Regions from separate parts of the Hordeum vulgare genome. Here region 1 is linked to region 2. Evidence: chromatin contacts called from public Hi-C data. All regions are on one chromosome and are shown on one strand. The core of a region is the stretch at or near the end of the contact, and the rest is flanking DNA. Distances in the headings are between cores, read along the strand shown.

Region 1 (3,086 bases), core at 28-2,527, 850 kb after region 2:
GATAATTAGTGGTCTGAAATCATGAGAGGAAGGAAAGAGTGATGCGATGCACCACATCAACCCCAGTGCACCGGTAGGTTAGGTGGCACAGTACCATCCGCAACAAACTTTTGTTATTGGAGACAGAGACTCGTGAGAGTGTCGGCCTACGAGACGCTCGTTCGGAATGGTAAAATATGCCAACTGCTAACAAGCAAGGCCGTAACGGGTGTACTTTGCTGAGAGAAAGACTAGCCGGAACAAAACAGGCCAATGACTTTCCACGTGTACTGGATGTCTAAGTATAACAGCGTTTCCCTTTTGGTGCAAGGTTGTAAATGTACCCATGGCCTAGATGCGCCAGATTGCTCCGTGGTGACTTGTATGGACGTACGGATGAACTCACATGTACCATAGTGCATAATATACACCTATAAATACTGTACTCCGGATAAAAAATGGAGTGTAAATGTTGCAGCCTGGATTCAGACGTAGGCAGGGCGTGGACAGAAAACGACATGGAGCATTCAACTCAGCTCTGTGCCAAGAAGGTGCGTCGCCCGCCACAAGAACGATACTAAAACAAAATGATGTGAAATGGTAAAGGTTTGGGATTCTTTTCAAGGCGTCGCAGCCGTGGCCGGGAACCCTCAAATCGACCACGGGAAATGGTAAAGAGAGATGAGATGAGCAGTTGGTTCATGGGCGGCCGGCGACGCGCGAGGCTTTGTGGTGGCTGACTGACACTGACCTTGTGTCTCGAGGGCGAGGCGCACTGTGTAACCGTGGCGGAGGAGGCGGTCGACGATGGCGAAGCCGACGAAGGATATCCCGCCGGTCACGCACACGGTGCGCGGGCCCGCCGCGCTTTCGTCGCCGCCGGTGGCGCGCTTGACGTCGTTGTCGCCGGCCGAGGGGCGCCACCCGGCCGCGCCCCCGGCCCCGGCCCCGTGGAACAGCGCGGCGCGCATCTCCTCCACCTCCGCCTGCATGCTCTGCGTGCTCCGTAAGACGCCCATGACGCCGCCTAGTCTCTCGGTGGCGTGGGTTCTGGTGGAGCGATTTGCGACCGTCGGGGCTCTGGGGGTGGCCGGGCTCCGCGAGACGTGGATAATTATAGCAGAGGAGAGGGAGTCTGCGCTCGCAGGAGCAGCGTAGCTTAGGTAGGTTGGTGGGCTCTGTGCCGCGCTCTGCTCTACGGGTCGTCGGAGCGAGCCGTGGACTGGTGGTTACTATACTGTACAGGCGTGGAGCTTGGAGCTTGGATCTGGATTGTCTGTGGGCTCGTTCCATCTCCACGCGCGCCTTGAGGTAGTTGCGTCGGGTGGCTGGGATCGCTCAGCCGCTCTCATCCCACGGTCTAGCTTGCGCAGGTTGAGGGCCGTCCATATAAATGGATTTTCGCTCTAATAAATACTAGTAGTACTAATAAATACTACTACTAGACGGGATGGTGGAATCCGCATGTGTCTGTATAAACACCATGGGATGTGCGCTGCAGGCCTGCAGAAGATGAGTATCGTTGGTGGCATGGCAGGCTCCACCATCTCTTCCTTCTCTTGCAGACTGCCACGCTCTTCGTGGAGGTAATGGAAGCGGTGCCGGTGGTGCACGTACTACTAGTGTTGTGGACTCGTGGTTGGCTTGGCTTGGCTTGGCTTGGCTTGCAATGGGTTTTCCCCCCGGGAGGTATGGCGGTCCAATCTCGTTGTCTGCATTAACAAACAGGGCCCCGGAAACCGCACAGAAAAATATGGATCGCATCGTGGCGATCCCGACGTATAGAAGGTCTCGCCGATGCAGCCATGCCGGATACGACACGACACCCTATTCTCGAGCCGATCCAAGGGCACTGCTCTCGTGGCTCAAAGAAAGCCAGAAACCCCAACGGCCGTCCACCAATCACCTAAGCCCCCTGCGTCCAAGTCTCAGGGTTTTGAGGGGACCACGTACAAAAATTCCTAGAGTAAACGAAAATATGAGAGTTAAATCCAGTACTGGGCGCTGGTCAGCATCTTTTGGAGTCATATCCAGTACTAAATCAGATTTTTTTTATTCTTTTGAATTTTTTTCCCAACTTTACTGTTCGCAGGGCTCGTTTGAGCTCGATCTCAAAAACTTAACTTACCAAATACTCGTATTTTATGAAAACACGATTGCGGATACACGTCGCAACTGAGCTTGGCCGAGTCGGTGAAGCAAAGCGACAACATACACGCGCTGACTCATCACGTGGAAAAAGCCGTCATTCATGCGTGTCAAGTTTTTAAGTTGGCACACGAAGTGTTTACTCAGGTTTGGACCTTCGTCATGAAGATAATACACTACTCCTGTTTGGATTTGATTGATGTATGGGTTGCCTCATGTCACATCCCTGATTTTCTTTTGCTTTGTGCCTAGCTAGTGTGTGCATCATGTTTATTTTTTGCTAAGTTAAAATGGGGATTAAGAAAACCCTAGCACCTCACCCTAAATAAAACAATTCAAATGGTGTGATTTTCAATGAACCCAAAATGGCCTTTAAAAATGTTCATCTTTTCTGTTAAATGTTGGTGTAGAGGATTAGGTTTAGGGCTGCGCAACACTCAATACTGATTGGGTGCACTAGGCACGTATATATAAATACAAAATAGACATCTACCTCAACTATACAAAGGACTAGGAGGAAAACTCAATAACACAATGTACATGCACATATATAATCAACACAACCCCCCCCCCCCCCCCCCCCCCCCGCGCGCGCGCGCACGCAGTCGAAGCGTCGCGGGAGACACAGATACTGGAACGAAACTCCTCAAAGGTGGAAGTAGGTAGTCCCTTAGTCATCACATCGGTGAACTGTTGTGCAGTCGGAACATGAAGGACCCGGATGTGACCAAGGGCGACCTGTTCACGCACAAAGCGGATATCAAGCTCGATGTGCTTCGTGCGGCGATGATGAACTGGGTTGACGGAAAGATACACAACAGAGCCATTGTCGCAGAAGACGACCGTGGCCTTGGTGACACCGTGATGCAACTCCTGGAGAAGCTGTCGAAGCCAGGAACACTCGGCGAAGGTAGTAGCGACTGCTCGGTACTCAGCGTCCACGTTGGAGAGCGAAACTG
Region 2 (3,127 bases), core at 289-2,788:
GTGTGGGCATGGAGCACCCATTGTCTTGTCCTAGGGGCGGGGTCACGGCTGATCAAGTCACCGACCGAGCGGGGCAACCTGTTTTGGTGGCCACCGATGGATGCACGGCCGTGAGCGGCAGGGCGGAGATGGATGGATGCATGCATGAATGATTGGACAAGCAAGGAAGGAAGGAAGGAGCACGGGACAAGAGAATCAGAGATGGCGACGGCGTCCGCATGCGGATGCGGGCAGGCAGCGGTTGCGGCCCGGCCGATGCGCGGACAAAGCGCGCCCCTTCCGTTCCGCCCGTGACCGTCGCCCATGTGACCCGGGGCATGTGCGCGCTCGTCTTCTACCGCTCCCCTCTTCCCTTGCCCGGCTGTTCATGGCCAGACGTTGATTCGGTGGGCGGGCTTCCGTTCCTTGACACCACCTTCGCCTTCACCTTCACGTACAACGTTGGTGTGCGCGAGCAGCTCAAAACCGTTGCCACGAGCACGGGAGCACGTACGTATGCTTGAGGAACGGACTAGATGCTAGCTCGTCCCGTCAGTGATCGATCACATGTCTGCCTTTGGTTTTGGCAACCGATCGAGAAGTGGGCACATACACACATAACTCTACTGCGCGCACAGCCATGCCAGAGACGCATCAATCTTCCACCCCACAGCCACAGGTTAATAAAAACAAAAGAGAGGGGATCTGGGATGACTCCTCTTTCTAGTAGATTAAATAAACGTACAGCAAACTCTCTCTATCATTGAACACGGGCGCAAAACCACCGAGGATACCGGGTAAAGCATTCTGTGTACTAAATTCTGGGAAGCAAGTGAGCTCTTAGCTTTGCCTGAGATGACATTCTTGTTTACTTATTACTTCCTTCATTGTTTCTTAGAGCCGCAAACATAACACAAGCATATTGTTTCAGCGAGATGCATGTGCTCTAGTAGAGTCCTCATATTAAGCCGATCGGCAGAATGACCATCCATATAAGAGCTTGGGGGGAAAATGTCCTATTGACGAGTGGGTCTTACGATATGAAGAACACATCACCTCGATAACCTCCATAATGGCATATGGATTTTGGATTAGCTGCCAAACTGGACATACTGGCGGTCTAATTGCACGTGATCTCTTGGACCATGGCCGATTTGTTTCCCCCACAAAATCTGGTGCCGAAACTATTCCTCCCCGCTCGTGAATAAATTGTGTATGCTTCATTCCTGTTTCAGTAAATCGGTGTCAAAGAAGATGCGGAGCAAACGGCATAGATGTGATTATAGCAGAGAGCCAAAAACAGAGAGACTACAGAATATGTCATAAGAGATGCGGTTCAAGTTCTCAACTGACTGCTATAAAGAAATTGTGAAGTACTTCCTCCGTTCACAAATATAAGTTATTTTAGTTATTTCACTACAGACTATGTACAATATGAAATGAGTGAACAAATATTTGTGAACGGATGAAATATTGATTATGACGAGGAACATAAGCAACAAGAAGACATCACTACCATAATACCATTCCCCTGTGCAGCTACAAGACCTTTGCATGCACGTGAGTTGGGGCCCCATTTTCCCCCATTCATTTTCATCTAATCTTGAGAGGCGCAAACATGGCCACCCTCAAGCTGAAGCTTGTTATTTAAAGAGAACCCTCTGTCTTTCCCTCCTCACAAGCAATCCACACCTCTTGTGTATGTTGCCTATCTATCTACTTCCCACGCACGTACAAACACTCTCCACACAGCTAGCCAACAGGTACAACAGACACAAGGATGAAGCTCAGAGTAAAGGGCTTGGGCCTTCTGCTTCTCCTTGTCTTGCTCGCTCTATGCTCCACCATTGATGTCTGCGACGCAAGGAGAGGCAAACATTGGAGGCCAAGGAGCTCACCGAGCTCCTCTCTGCTCAAGAAGAAAGGGAAGACAAAGAAGGGCAGCTCTCACCGGCAGCACGGGAGCAACCGGCGAAGCCCGCCACCAGGCCCTGCTGTTGGCAAAGGATACCCAAGCCCCAATGTACCTGTAACTCCGAGCCAGAGCCCGAAACCAAGCCCTGCCAAGAGCAATGGACATACAAGTCCACCACAGCCTCCATCTCCAAGCTGTGGAAAGGGCACACAGCCACCGCCGCAGCCACCACCTGCGCCTGTGGCCTCACCGGGCGCGGTATTTAACGTGGTTGACTTCGGAGCCAAGGGTGATGGAGTTTCAGACGATACAAAGGTCGGTCAACATCGCTGCCCCTCCCTTAGAATCGTTGTTTTATCCAGAGAGAGAATTCGCTAACTTGTGTAGCATCATGCATTCCCCGACTCACAAATTCTCACTGCCAATTCCATTTTGCATTGCGCATTTCTTTCTGCAATCCATGACAGGTTCCGTGTTGATCAGTCAAGGAAAACTAGGCATGGGCTTTCCCAGATTAGAATTTCGGTGTTTGTATGTTTGGGGTGGCACTTCAGCTAGTGTGAAGATTTGGATTTTTGCCAGACATCACGGCATGCATAATCCACGATCATCTGACTACCCTCGCATATTTCCCAGTGCAGAGCCGCAGGAAATTGTCACTAGTGACATAGCTTTCTCTAGTCAGTATTTACATGACTGCCTGTGCTTACCGGAAATTTTTTATTTGTGTATTTTTGGATTCTTCTGTTGTTCACATGTCCATACTCCAAGCTCGTACGGCTTTTCTTTTATTTTTTTCCTTTCTGAGGAATCACGGTCTCCTGGTGAACAAAGTGGGCATCAATTCAGGGTTAACAAGCAACTAAAAAAACAGGGTTCACAAGAAAAATATCGATATTTTTTCAAGTGTTTTTTGCACGCAAGAAACATATTGATTGCAAAAATTGGGATGAACCTAATATACCTTTTTTTAGTGTTACATAGTTCTGGAAAACCAGTTCTTTAAATATTATCTTAAAAAATTAAAAAGATTGAAATGTTTTATGTAGAGGCATACTTGAAATCCAAAATACATAACAGGAAAAAAGATTCAATGGTAGTTAAATTCTAGAAAACTGGGAGATGCATTGCAAGTTTCCAAAAAATTAAGCTTCGACCAACATTCAACAGTGTATTTGGGCTTCTTTTCAGCCAAAAGAAATTCTCGCTTTCTAGGTAGTGGCACAGTGGAAG

What was found. Hi-C and Micro-C count contacts between places; a contact is called where the count stands out from the background.
Region 1: a Hi-C map of leaf shows a contact between it and region 2, with 3 times the contacts expected there. The contact joins the promoter of LOC123443944 here to the promoter of LOC123443940 in region 2. A contact is called at or near these places in 2 of 6 Hi-C or Micro-C datasets (leaf and seedling).

What each region holds. Positions count from the first base shown.
Region 1 is chr3H:389,375,439-389,378,524 of MorexV3_pseudomolecules_assembly, forward strand. It overlaps LOC123443944 (cinnamoyl-CoA reductase-like SNL6), which reads right to left and starts at 1,278. Exons shown (of 4, transcript XM_045120511.1): 1 at 731-1,278. The coding sequence starts at 998.
Region 2 is chr3H:388,525,915-388,529,041 of MorexV3_pseudomolecules_assembly, forward strand. It overlaps LOC123443940 (polygalacturonase At1g48100-like), which reads left to right and starts at 1,539. Exons shown (of 7, transcript XM_045120505.1): 1 at 1,539-2,209. The coding sequence starts at 1,760. It overlaps LOC123443941 (a long non-coding RNA gene), which reads right to left. Exons shown (of 3, transcript XR_006630891.1): 3 at 664-1,205. LOC123440011 (a long non-coding RNA gene) reads right to left here and starts at 141. Exons shown (of 2, transcript XR_006630253.1): 1 at 1-141.